Regions from separate parts of the Macaca mulatta genome. Here region 2 is linked to region 1. The links are chromatin contacts, called in public Hi-C maps. All regions are on one chromosome and are shown on one strand. Each heading gives the region's core, a stretch centred on a gene start, on an enhancer-like site or on the middle of the called end of the contact. The rest is flanking DNA. Distances are from core to core; before and after follow the strand shown.

What was found. A called contact is a pair of places that touch in the nucleus more often than the background predicts.
Region 2: a contact with region 1 is called in a Hi-C map of fetal cortical plate, with 2.2 times the contacts expected there. The contact joins the enhancer-like site here to the promoter of GLIS1 in region 1. A contact is called at or near these places in 3 of 14 Hi-C or Micro-C datasets (fetal cortex germinal zone, fetal cortical plate and fibroblasts).

What each region holds. Positions count from the first base shown.
Region 1 is chr1:186,870,256-186,877,038 of T2T-MMU8v2.0, reverse strand. GLIS1 (GLIS family zinc finger 1) reads right to left here and starts at 4,126. Exons shown (of 10, transcript XM_077956063.1): 1 at 4,013-4,126; 2 at 2,720-3,020. The coding sequence starts at 2,978.
Region 2 is chr1:187,128,758-187,135,140 of T2T-MMU8v2.0, reverse strand. No RefSeq gene overlaps it. Among named protein-coding and RNA genes, the nearest start is that of DMRTB1, 25 kb to the left of the region's middle. Within about 2 kb of position 4,935, at least 8 of the 40 cell types and tissues checked have an H3K27ac peak or open chromatin away from gene starts, as enhancers often do. A contact at or near this core is called in fetal cortical plate, where this site is marked.

The DNA of each region.
Region 1 (6,783 bases), core at 2,877-5,376:
ATGGATAAACTACTAGATTCAAGAACCCACTCTCTTCCTCTGCGTAGGGACTATCTGAGGCAGGCGGCAGAGCATCTGAAACCTGACCCCAGGCTGAGCCATACTGTCTTCTCTCCGGTCACTGAGCAGCAGTGGTCACAAAAGACCCGAAGCTTGGTACCTCTCTGCCTCCCCTGGCTAGCACACCACAGTTAGTGCCCTCCACATTCAGCATTTTAAAAATGTAACCTTTCTTCCTTCTCACTCTGTCCCCTTTATCTCAAGTGTCACTGACCCTAGCATGGGCCCTGCACGAATTAATAAAACAACTCTTGTTTTATTTACCCTGCAAGGTAGGCATCATTACCTCTCGTGCAAATGAAAACCCAGAGGTTGAGAATGTGAAACACGTTACAGTAGTAATCCTAAAAATAACCAGGCACTGAGGTGGCCCTTGCACACTCTTTATCACTAATGATCTCATCAGTCTTGGAAATTAAGTCTCAGGGTAAATTTACAAATGAGGGAACCAAAGGCTCAGAAGAGTGAAATTGCTTCCCCCAAGTCCCACAGATCATAGATGGTGGGGTCTCACAATTCCCAGCACAGTCAATACGTATTTTTCAATTGGTATTTCTGTCTGTTTCCAATAAGCCTGAGAACTTGGAGCTAGACACCAAACAATCAAAGGGTTACATGGTCTGGGGACTATTTCGGTAGGAGTAGGGGCAGCAAGAAGGTGCCGTTTCCTTGCAGCATTTTTAAGGACGTTGAAGAACTGGGGGGAAGCTGGTTTTGTCTCGGGCCACTCGGTGGCTGGACTCTGAGGGAAAGCTTGCCTACAGCGACACAGAGGCCAGCAGGGAAAACTCTCCAAGCCCAGGACCGAGCCTTCTCTTTCTCCCTAGGCCAGGTTAGGATAGAGCTGTGGCTTCCCTAACCCCTGCCCTACACATACCAAACACTTTCCCACGTTCAGGCCTCAGTTTCCTCACCCTTCATATGAGTGGGTTATATCCCACCACACCAGCCTCACTGGGAGGCTATGAAGAAAAGTTGTGAAACCTCTTGGAAAAAAGCTTCACCAGAGAGACCAGCTTAAGGTACAAAGAAAGAGGCTCTTCTTCCCATCCCTTTATTCTCCTCTGCCCTTTCCAAATGTAATCCTGACTTGAAGATCTTTTATTTTGGACATGTTTGGGGGTGTGCATAAAAATAACTGGGGTTAGGGGGAATGGAAGTAGGAAGATCGGACACAAAGCCCCCAGACGAAAGATCTCACCATAGCGTGGAACAAAGGTTATGTTCGGGAGAGTTGTTCGCTAGGTCTGCAGAGAACTCGATCTTCAGATGACAGCCACGATGTTTTTAAACATAGAACGTTGCAGGAGGGTATCTATTTAAGGGAGGATTGTGTATGGAGCCGGGCAAGCCAGGGAGCTCCCGGCAGCAAACATTACTCATGTCTCGCTGCACAGCGCTCCTCTCTGGTAAAAGAGACCTCATATGTGTGTATTCCAGCAATAACATTCTGCAGGCATTTCCCGCCCCTCCCCACTGTATCTGTCCTTCTAAAATATTATCTCTATCCCTTGAAAAAGAGGCTGGCATCTAAAACAAAGAGATGGGAAATAGTTCTCTCTCATAAAGTCGAGTGTTTTCTTTAAAAAAGAAAAAAACTGCTTATGTTTATTTCATTTTACTAATCCCTGAACCAGGGAGTTGGCTGTTTTTGATCCACGAGGAGCTCTCAACTCTAAAAGCAGGCTGCCTACCTCTTCTGAGTTGTGGGGCTGATGCTAGGAAGTGGTGCCTATAACCATAAAACCCAAACTGTTTTTGTCTTCCTTGAAAATCATTTGGAAAGAGAACCAAGAGGTCCCAAATGCCGATAGTCAAACCCCAAAGCCTTGGTTTTCCCTAAGGGAAAAAAACGGGGAGGACGAGGACACGGCATCTTAACAATTTCTCCAATTCCTGGTTAATTATCTGTCAGCACGAAACTCATAAATAATGACTCAATAATAATTAACTGTGATGAGAAGAGCGTGTTCCTGAAAATCCCAGCACCATCTCTGACTTTGAGCCCATAAGCCATGCTGGGACCTCCACCTTCCGTGGCCAGCTTCACTGGGGGACGAAGGGGCTTGCCAAGGAGCTTGTGATCCAAGACTAGGCTGCCGAAGCACCAAGTACAGAAAAGTCATGTTTAAGTTAGGACGTGACCCAGGCTGGATTGCTGATGCAGAAAATTTTCCCTCAGGAATCCAGAAATCATCTGGTTTAATTAATTCCTCACTTGACAGATGGGGAAACTGAGGTCCCAAAAGGAGATCTTGCTAAAGGCCTCTGGGTTTTGTTAGTTAAGAAGATTGAAATACTTCAAACTATGCCTTGAGCTGCTCAGAAACAGACACCAATATATGTGTTGCTATTCGCCCTCATATATAATAAAATTTTGACAAGTTTCTATGCAAGCTTTATCAGAAACATACAGAAGCAAAATTATGTAAGCTGAGAGCTTTCTACAAACACATTTGCCCAAACGGGGCTGAGTTTAAATTAGATGCTTCGCAAAGCAGGCATACTTTCAGACTGACAAGCTAGTCCCAAACAATAAGAGAGAAACTGAGGAACTCAGAAGAAAGTTCCACTAAGTTCTCCCGAGCACGCGGTGGCGAAGCCAGGCAGCCCGAATCTCCACAGGAGCCGCCAGGCACGTTGTCAGGGCCGGACTCACCCTTCCCGGCGGCAGCGGCCTTGGATGGACCGTAGTCTCGGGGGCTCCGGGGCCGGAGGAGGTCGTGGGAGCGCGGTGGCGGTGCGGGAGGCCGGGCTAGCAGGTCCCGCGGGCCCCTGTCCGCGCAGCCGCCGCCACTCACGGTGACCCTGAAGGCCATGTGCGCACCGAGGCTGGCGTGGCCGCGGCCGGGGCCGGGCGCAGCGGGGGCCTCCTTGGGCCTCTTGTCCGAGTGTGCCTCAGCCACCTCGCAATGCATGGCGCCGGGGCGGGGCGCACGGCTGGGGGTCGCGCCGGGCTCCTGGGGAGGGGAGACAGCACAGCGTGTTAGAATGCGGAAAGCGGCCCCCGTCTCGTCCCGGGGCCGAGTTTGAGCAGGTCACTGCCCCTTCCGTGGATTCCGCGTCTCTAACATAGGTTAGCGCCACCACACCTAGCCCAATCAGAGGTCAAACCCACCTGATCCCACGCAAAAGCCCCCTCACTCAGGAGCGGTTCGCCCTTCCCAGGTGCGCTGAAGACCCCAGGCCCCCGCGCCGCGGCGCATTACCGAGAAGTCCCACCCAAATCCGCCTCCACCGAAACCAGCCTCCTTTCCACGAATGGTGAAACTGAGGCCTGGAGCTGGTAGCGCGCCTCTTCCCTGTCCCCAAGTGGAACAGGGAGCCGGCGGCAACGAGGATTCCCAGAGAAGAACTCGAGCGAAGCCCCGGAGACGGCTCCGGCTGTGTCACTGGCTGCGCGCTTCGTCGAGGCTCCGGGGCCGAGCTGCGCGCGGAGGCTGCGGACTCGAACCCAAAGGCCCGGGGGAAACCCCCAGAGACTCACCCGCGACCACCTGAACCGGGAAAACGCCAGTCCCAGGATGGGCGCTGAATCCAGCGACGCGAACCCATCACGCGCAGCCGGGACACCCACATTCCCATGCGCAGCGGAGGAATCGAGCCCGTCGCGCGCGCAAACCCGCACAGTGGGCAATGCCCACGCGGCCGCCGCCACACACCCGCACGCCCGTCGAGGCACGCCCGGAGACGTACACGCCACCCACACTGCCACTGGTCAGACGCTCGGCAGCGCACTACCACCCCGTCCCACGCTCTTGCCACACGCGCGTGAGAGGGGGCCGCGCCGGAGCCTCGGCCCTTCAGTCAGGGGCCCCAAACTCTCCGTTCCCGTCCGCACTCCCAGCGCCATCCCCAAGCTGCCGGGGTTCGAGCGTCGCCGGGACGCCAGCCTCGGATCTCGGGCCCCGCACCCGCCCCTCCCTCGGCCGCGGGCCGCGCCCCCTCTCACCTCGCAGCTGCAGCTGCAGATCGCTGGGCGCCCGGCTCAGCGCGCCTCCACTGGCGCCGCAGCCCCAGCAGCCGCCGCCGCCGCCGCGTCCTACGGGGCGGTTCCCCGGGGGACGGGGGCGGGCCCGCGTCTGCCCGACAGCTGCTCCAGCCACTGGCTGGCCGCGGCCGCGCCACCCAGGCCAATCGTGGCGCGAGGGCGGGGCATCCCCCCTGGGGGTCTGGGCGGGGCCCGGCGCGGGGCTGAGCGGAGGGTTTGACAGGCTGCGGCGGGCTGTAGCCCCGCGGTGCCCGCGCCTCTCGGGCGGCCGAGCCGGGCAGGACCGCGGGGCGGCGCCGCGACGAAAGAGGCTGGGCCTGGGAGTCGGCGGAGTGCGCTGGGCGTGAGGAGCGCCGGGCTCAACCAGGCTCCCTGCCCGCCTCTCCACTAGCCCCGGACAGGATCCTCCCTTCTCCTAGTCGGTTTTCTCCTCCATCAGATGGGAATGGCACTATCTGCTAACGCGAAGCGCACAGATGCGAAAGTGCTTGAAAAGTTTTCTTGCAGAATCCAACCCGCTCACTGGAGAATTTGTGGAGATTTCACAGCGAGTGGGCAGCAAATCTGGGACCCAAACCCAGGCCTCTCAGCCCACTTTCTTAAGTTTGTTTTTGTGTTTTTCCGCTGGAAAGAGTCCAGGGTAAAAGGTGTCAGACTCTGAAGTTAAAGATAAAAAATGATGCCTGATCCCAACTAGGAAATATTCCAATTGAGTCTGGGGGAAGAGGCCCCCAGCGCTTAGGCTTTCGAGCTCCCAGGATATCCTTACAGATCTGGGGATTGAGACCCACTCTAGGGGTACATCCTGTTGCCCTGCCTTCTGGGATCCCCCCACAGACAGCAAGCAGTGTCTCGGGGGGCCCTGCCCAACGTGTAGGAAGAGCATGGGACAAAGAACAGTAAGGCTTCACAGCACCTGGAAGCAATGGCTCAGTTCCCCGCTCTGAGCCTGAGTCCTCCCGTGTGAAATGGGAGTGTTCGCCTAGGCCTGGTCTACCTGCCATGGCTACCGAAGGATCCAGCCAAGCCCTGAAATGGTTTCTCCATTTCACCTAGGTGCCTCCTGTGCACTGTTTGCTGGTGGTCTGGGCTGGCTCCAAGGGTCCTGACTGGTTTCAAACTCCTTTGAAGTCTGGTCCCTTTGGCCTTGGTCTCAAACTGAAAAATGTATATGGCGCCCCTCTGGACTACACAACATGTCAACTTCATAGCACAGGACTCTGCACAGAATAACTGACCCCAGGCAGCATCCTCAGAATCCTGGAAAACCAGAATTTTAGAATTTCAAAATCATAAAATTGGATTTCTTATAATGTGTTTAAAATAGTATCTAACAATTAGAGTAATAATAGTAAGAAAGACTTTGAGGTTTTAGTTAGACCCACCCTCCATTCAGAGGAGAAGGGATGTGACTGGCCTGTGTCAATGTGGTGGGGGGTGGCAGAGCCGGGGAATCCAGGCTTCCTGACTCCAGGCGATGCTCTTCCTCCAGTACCAACCACTCTGCTGCTCACAGGCAGAGGGTGTAAATCAACCATGCCCATAACATACAGGCCAAGGGTTGTGCCTCACTCAGTGCCAGCACCCCTCCCCCCACCTCCACACACTCTTGTGGAGTCCCAGCTAGTTCTGCTGCCAACAAGCCATTCTAGACGAATGGTAACTTCACTCTGGACCTCAGCTTCCCCCTCCAAAGGCATGAAGTTGGAAGACCTCTGGCCTTTCTAGTTCTGCTCTTCTCTTCAGTAAGGCCAGGATCCAAGTCCTCTGCCCTCCCTCCACCCCCACCCCCGCCACACACACACAACAAGCACTGCCCTGCACATTTAGTTGGGACTCTGAAAACATTTGCTGAATGAGTCACTTAACCAACTGGACCTGAAAGCAAAGGCCCTCCAAATTTCCAAATGAAGAAACAGCTCTTTCCATTATTCTTTTGAGCACTCACCCTGGGCCAGCCCCTATACCTGAGCTAGCAACACAGAAACACAGAACCCGCCCCCTCCCCTTTCCCTCAGTGAACTCACAGGTCCTCCTCACCAAAATAGGTGGGTTTGCGAAGGCTGGCAAAGTGATGAGAAGTTTAATATGCTCAATAAAACAGACCTCTTCAACACTGTAGATGGCAGGACCCCTTTGGGGATATTCAGAATCTAGTAGGTATATGCTTTTATTTTTCCTCAAAGGAAACACAAGAAACTGTTAACAGTGGTTAAGGGAATAGAGGATTGAGGGAAGGCCTGCACTTTTCAGTTTTATACTTGTCTGAACCGATTTGTATTTTCTAAGTATATATTATTCTCCCTCTTTTTTTTTTTTTCTTTTTTGAGACAGTCTCATTCTGTTGCCCAGGCTAGAGTGCAGTGGCTCAATCTCAGCTCACTGCAAACTTTGCCTCCCGGATTCAAGTGATTCTTCTGCCTCAGCCTCCGGAGCAGCTGGGACTACAGGCGGGCACCACCATGCCCAGCTAATTTTTGTATTTTTAGTAGAGACAGGGTTTCACCATATTGGCAAGGCTGGTCTCGAACTCCTGACCTTGTGATCCACCCACCTTGGCCTCCCAAAGTGCTGGGATTACAGGCGTGAACCACCGTGCCCAGCCCCTCCCTTTCTTTCAATAGGGGTTATTTGAGCAGTGGGATTATGTGCTGCATTTTTTTCCTTTATAATTTTGGTATTCAAATAAAACTCAGTATTTCAATTGTCAAAAACAAAATAAAGTGAAGCAA
Region 2 (6,383 bases), core at 3,686-6,185, 260 kb before region 1:
GCTGTGACTCCCATCAAGGGCCAGACTACAGGAAGGGCGCTGGGAGCAGAAAGGCTCTCTCTCCCCTACCCTCTAGTCTCCTGCTGTGGTTCCTCAATGCTGAGCCCACCCAGAAGCCAGAGAGCCACAAAGCCCCTTGATGCATTCCCCACAGGTCAGCCTCCTGGGGCACAGACCAGGGGAGGAGAAGGGAGAGAAGTTGGGGGCAGGGGTGGGTGTGCAACAGGAAGACATCTAGCCAGCAGCTCAGGACACAGCTGTTTGGCGTCCCATGGCCATGGGGGTCAGTCTCTACCAGGGCCAGTAGCCAGACTCAGCTGCCTGTCCAATGCAGAAGAGCAGCTGATGAGCAGAGCATCAGGGCTCCAAGCCGGAGGACTCTGTGCTGTGACACTGGGGGTATGCCACGCCCACCTGCCACCCAACCTACCTAAGACACTCCACGCTCCCTTGGATCTGCTGGGTCATAAGGCCCGTGTGTCAGGGCAGCTTGCACTGTAGCCAGACCTAATGCAGAACCCTTTCTTACTTGGAGCCCCTCCAAAACTGGCAGTCTCACCAGTTTCCCAGGAAGTGGATCAGAGCTGCACCCCCAGGTGTGGTGTACGCAGCCTCCGAAATCCAGAGGTCCTGCCGGCACCATGTCTCTTATCTACTGGCAGATGGTACAAGGTATAGCCATGTACCTTTCAGAGGAGAATTCCAAATTCCGTCACCTCCTGCCTGCTGGTCTCCTACTGGGAGCCAGAGAGTGCCGGAGCCCAGGAGATGCTGTCTGTGGGGGTCAACCCCCTGAACACGGAGCAGGGTGGAGGCTGCATCTGTGTGTGAGCCGCAGAGGGAGAGTAACCACCGCTACACACCATGCATCAGGTCAGTCCCCTGCCCCCAACCCACCAATGGCCTCTACTGCTCTTCAAATAATCCCCTAACCCTTGGCTTGGGCCTTGAGATTTGGGGCCATCTGGCCCCCACCAGGTTGGTACATGAGACGCACTCATCGTTGGTCCAGGTGTGACCCACCTTCACGTTGTTTGTTTGTTTGTTTGTTTGTTTGTTTTTAATAATGTGATAAGCACCCATGAATCCATCACTCCAGACAAAAATCCAGGCCCGGACAGTATCAGACCTCCAGCCAGTGAGCCCCCATTGACTCTCACCTCCCCAGCCTCGGCATCCAGAACCTGGAATCCCTTTGCCTCCTGCACTTGCTTTGCTTGTTGGATTTCATTGCATCCATGTGTATTCCTAGACGGTCTTTTGAACAGCTGTTTTAGAATGTAGTCTTTGGTGCGAGACTTCCTCACTGAATATGACGTTGCTCACATTCACCTATGGTGTGGTGGTGTACGCTGCTGCCTTCTCTGCTGCAGGGTACTCCGGGGGCATCCCGGGGTTCTCGTGCTCTTCCTCTGGCATGTGGGCATGCAGGTTATGCTGCGGGGAGCAGGGCTGCTGTGGACGTCACTGCCCAGGTCCTTGTTGGTCCACCTCTCCCCACACCTGCTACTCCCCTTCCTCTCTCTCACCCTGCCGCATGCCAGCCACACTGGCCTTTCTCCATTCCTTTGAGCTCGTCCCCACCTCGGGCCTTTGCTCCTGCCATTTCCTCTCCCAGGAAGGCTCTCCTTGCCTGTCTCATCCTCATTCTGGTTCAGCTTGATGGCATCTTCTCAGATGCCTGCCCCAACCCACTGGGCTCTGTAGCCCTCCCCTCCAAGCATCTGTCCCCTTTAGGGCAAAGTCTTCCTGGGGGGCTCAGGGAGGGACTCCAGCAGATGTGGCTGGAGCACAGGGTGAGAGGGTGGGGCGAGAGGTGTGTTGGAAATGGTTGGAGAGCAGATGCAGGAAGGCCTTGAATGTCATGCCAAGGAGGCCCGAACACGCCCCAGGCTTCAAAGTGTGTTCGGATCCAAGCCCCAAAGGAGGCCTCTGGCAGCCAGAGCGCTCCCCCAGGCCCTTGAGGAAGGGCAGCTACTGCATGTGCTTCAATATGAAGCAAGCAGTTCTCCCCAAATATGGCCCTCAGGAAAGAGGGGGTTGCTCATTTTGAGTCTTTATATAGTTTCACAGTTTTTGGGGAGCACTTGTTACTTTATTTTGAAAATCAAAGTTCTGGCTGGAGAATGCACGTTAGATTAAAACATCCTCAGCTGTTATGGAGGCTTCTGAGGGCTACCTGCAAAAGTGGTGGAAGGAAGATGTGAAGAATCTTTTTACTGACAGGCACCATCCAGAGCGGCGTGAGCTGGGGAAGGTGAGTGCCTGAAGCCACTCAGCCAGCGGGCTACAGAGTGCGGGTTCATCCTCCTTGTTTTCAGAAGGGGAAACCAAGGCCTGGGGAGGTGAGTGACTTCCCGAGGAGAAGAGCCAGGCCTGGAATGCAGCATTTCTGCCTCCAAGCACTTCTGGCTTTTTCACTGTAAATGCAGGGCAACACGCCGGGCACAAGGGACACAGATCTTTCTGCTTTCTTGACCTTGATGGCATAGATGATGTTGTTATGGGGAGCACCAGCTTTGGAGCCAGGAGACCTGAGTTCTAATTCGCAGCTTCTCCCCCACCCAGCTGTGTGACCTTGGGCCAGTTACCTCCCCTCTATAAGCCGGCTTCTCTGCGAGTGGAATGATAGCAGTGCCCTTTCCTGGGCTGCTGTGAGGCTGCGGCCTCTGCAGAGGTGGGAGGGGGTCAGGCCTGTGAATGTGAGAGCCAGGGGTGTGAAGTGGACACCAGGGTGGGGTAGAGGAACTGTGTCCTCTCTCTGAAGTGGTCCATGGGGCAGCTAGGATGTGACCCTGCTCAAGGGGGTCCAGGTGCAGCAGAGCAGGGGCAGGAGGGGCCTGGGTGTCCATTCGGCTGCACTCACAGCCCTGTGCCCAGCAGGTCCAATGATTCTCACCATGGGAACATGTGTTTGCCACCACAGGCCTTGGATATCTTGTAAAACTCACAATTTGTTCAAAAGAATAAACAGCATGAAAGGGGCTGCCCGGCCTTCATCCAAGGCTGGGAGGGGTGGGAGCAGCCCTGAGGCTGCTTTCCATTTAAACCAGATTTGGAGGCGTCTGTTCTGTCAGACCTCTGGGTCGGGAAGCCCTTCCTGGCACAGATTGTGTGCTCGACTCAGGCCTTGGATGGAGGACACAGGACCTCACTTCCCCATCTGTAAACAAGGAGAACGATGGGGTTAAGGCATGTGATAAAGGATGAATGTATGCAAAGTGCTTACGCCTCAGTGGGAAAGCAGGTGCTGGGAAGGGTTAGCATTATTTCTGTAGGAGACAGATGTGTACAGACTGAGCCCTGAGGAGCAGCACTGGGATTCAGGGAGACTGGAACTGGGGGACATGGGAGGACCCTGGTCTGCTGGAAGAGGCGGAGAAGATTTCCTGGGTGGAAACCAGGGACAGGATAGACAAAGGTGGGTCCCAGCAGAAAAAGTGGCATGTGTAAGGGCTCTGAGGTGGGAGCCAGGTTTTCATATTTGAGGAGCTAATAAAAACTCCCCAGGGCTGAGAGGCAGGGGCCAGGTCACGTGGGCTAATGGGCTGCCTTAGAGGCTGCCAACCTGGGCATCAGTGAATGCATCCCAAAAAATGACGCATGGGCTTGGCCTCAAGGAACAAGACGGTGTTAGTATTGTACAGAAGGGTGTCCCAGGCAGAAGGAGCTGGAGTCCAGGGAGCGCAGACACAGTGTATGGTGAAGCCACGCCAGGCCTGGGCAGGGCCAGATCCCATCCCTGTCTGTTGGTCAGGAGGACACAGTTTCACTTTGTCCCACTCGCCTCTGCCTCCGGGAGACCCCGCACACCCAGCGTATGCAGCCAGCTCACAGGGATGAGATGTGCTCTCTGCTGAGCTGGCTCTGGAGACCCAGGTGCCATTTGGAGCCTGTGAGACCCCTTCTTTGGGAAGTATCAGCCAAGAATCAGGACAACGCCTGGATCTCCGGCCCAAGTGGGTGAGGTGCTGAGATGGGAAAGTAGGAGAAGGGCTTTGGGGGTGCTGAACAGGAATGTCTATGAGCAGCTGCAGGAGGGGTGGAGGGCAGCTTCCTGGGGCTGAGTTCAGGAGGGCACCCGCCCTGGGGTTGGAGAGGAGGTGCTGTCCGCGCGGATGTGGTGTGCAGTCCTAAGGGGCAGGGTGCCTGTGGACAGGGACTGGAGCCTGAAAAGGAGGCAGCTGGGGGATGAAAAGAAAGCCAGGACAGGCGGGAGGGGCCTGGGTTCCGGGTAGTGGGCTGAGAGAGTGGCACTAAAGAGAACAAGAAGGGTGTTGGAGTGATCATGAGGTGGGAAGAGACAAGTGAGTGTCAACACATCCTTTACAAATTAGACTATGACTAGGAGGACAGAAATAGGGAGGAGCAGGTGAGGGAAGGGGTCTGTCGGGGCCAGTGGGGATCAGCAGCCTCCAGGGTTCCTTCGGTTCTGATCTTCCCTGACGACTTGGTTTATTTATGGCCAGGTGTTTGTGGGGAAGGCAAAGGAGCGGCCGCGAGGGGGAGCCAGGACCCAGCCCAAGGCCTCCTCTGAGCGGAGACCGGGACGCTCTAGTCTCAACTCGATGTGTTTCCAAGGGGATGTGAGCTGTGATGACAATCTGAGTTTCCATGAAGTAGGGTCTCTCCTGTCCTCTGCCAGAGACTAGCGGCGAGTCCTGCCGGTGCCCTCTAGGCCCCCGTTTCCATTGGTCCATGGTGGTGCCCTCCTCACCCGGGTGGTGTGGAAGTGGAGGGGTGGGTGGGAGGCACGGGTTGAGAGAGGGCCCACGGGGCCTGTGCCTCCCTGCCGGGCCCCACCCATGCCCCGTGGGGCCCCGTGAGTGCGCTTGCCTGCAAGGCTGCCTCCCAGCTCCGAAGATGTTTATTCACCAGCCCGACCTCCACGAGCACCTGGGAAGTCACCAGGACTGTGTTGCTGAGGAAACTGAGGCACAGGCCACCGCATGCTTTCACGCTCACCTGCCTGAAAATCCCTGCTGCCGGGAAGGCTGCGCTCTGGGCTCTGGGGCTAGGGTGGGCTGTTTCTTCTCTACTTGCTGTGAGTGCCGAGGCAGAAACCGCATGGGACCAGGGTTAGGAGCTGCAGATACACAAACCAGCCCAGTAGAAGGCAGTCTCCTCACAGGGAGAGCATTGAGTCCAAATGCAGCCCTGGTGCAGGGCTTCCAATGTTAGAAGCTCTCAGGGGAGGCCAGGAATCTGCGTTTGGAGTAGTTGCTCCAAGTGGATCTGAAGGTGGGGTTGGGGTGTGAGACAACCCTGTGAGAAGTCACTCTATAGATGAAGGTAGCTTGTCCAGGGCACAAGGCTGGACTGCTGCTGCCAAGCCCCAAAGTCACATTTATCCCTTTCTTCCTTTGTTTAACAGGCATCAATCCACTCCCACTACATGGGGGCCCTTGCTATGCCCAGGGCGCTCAGAGAGAATTTACAACTGGTCCAGCCTGCGGGAGACTCACAGGCTAGAGGGGAGACGCTCACCTGTAGCAAGCAATGAGTGCAATATGATCATTGCACCTGGGAAGCTCGACGGAGGAGTGCTCCAGACGGAGGGAACAGCACGGACAAAGGCCTGGAAGCAAGAGGCAAGGCTGAAAAGAGCAGAGTCAGGGAGAAGGCACCGTGACAGGAGGAGGGCCAGGGCTCAGGTACGGAGGGGCGGAGCCCTCACCAAGGCCTTTGAACTTAAATTGGGGCTGGGAGAGCCTGGGCATGTCTCACAGAGCTCTGCAACTGTCCTTTTACTTGAAAGTCTCTCACCATCCTGAGGACCCCCATGGCTGGTGAATTCTGTGAACCTACTCCTGGCAGGAGCCCTGGCACCCCCCGAACACCATACTCTAGTGTCGAGCTGTCCCCACTGGAATGCAGGTTGGAAAGGAGGCAATGGAGTAGGGTGAGTGGGAACTGAGGTTGCAAAATTCGGTGGAAATGGGGAGGGAGGCGGTGGGGAAGGGGAGGCGGTGGGCAAGGGGAGGCGGTGGGGCGGGAAGGGGAGGCGGTGGGGCGGGAAGGGGAGGCGGGGGGCAGCTGATTTGTTTTAGAGCAAGAGGCTCTGGGCTGCTTTCTAAACTGCAGCATCAAAGGCTGCCTGGAAACACGTACAGAATAAGGTGGAATATTATGGAAATCGTCTTCCCTGCTTTGTGGCCTGGGAATTCACGATCATTGAGAAGAATTTCCCCTGGTCCCATATTTATCCCTATCTTTGAAAGTAAAGCTTTCGAATCAAATAAATACAAATTATGGTCATACGTTTCTTCTGAACTCAGCTGACTTCATCAGCCATACTGTACCTGGATGGGACTTTTTAAAAGCTGTTCTTCCAGGGTTGGAGGGTCAAGCGGACTTGCCTCTTGAGAGTCAGTGTGGGAAGT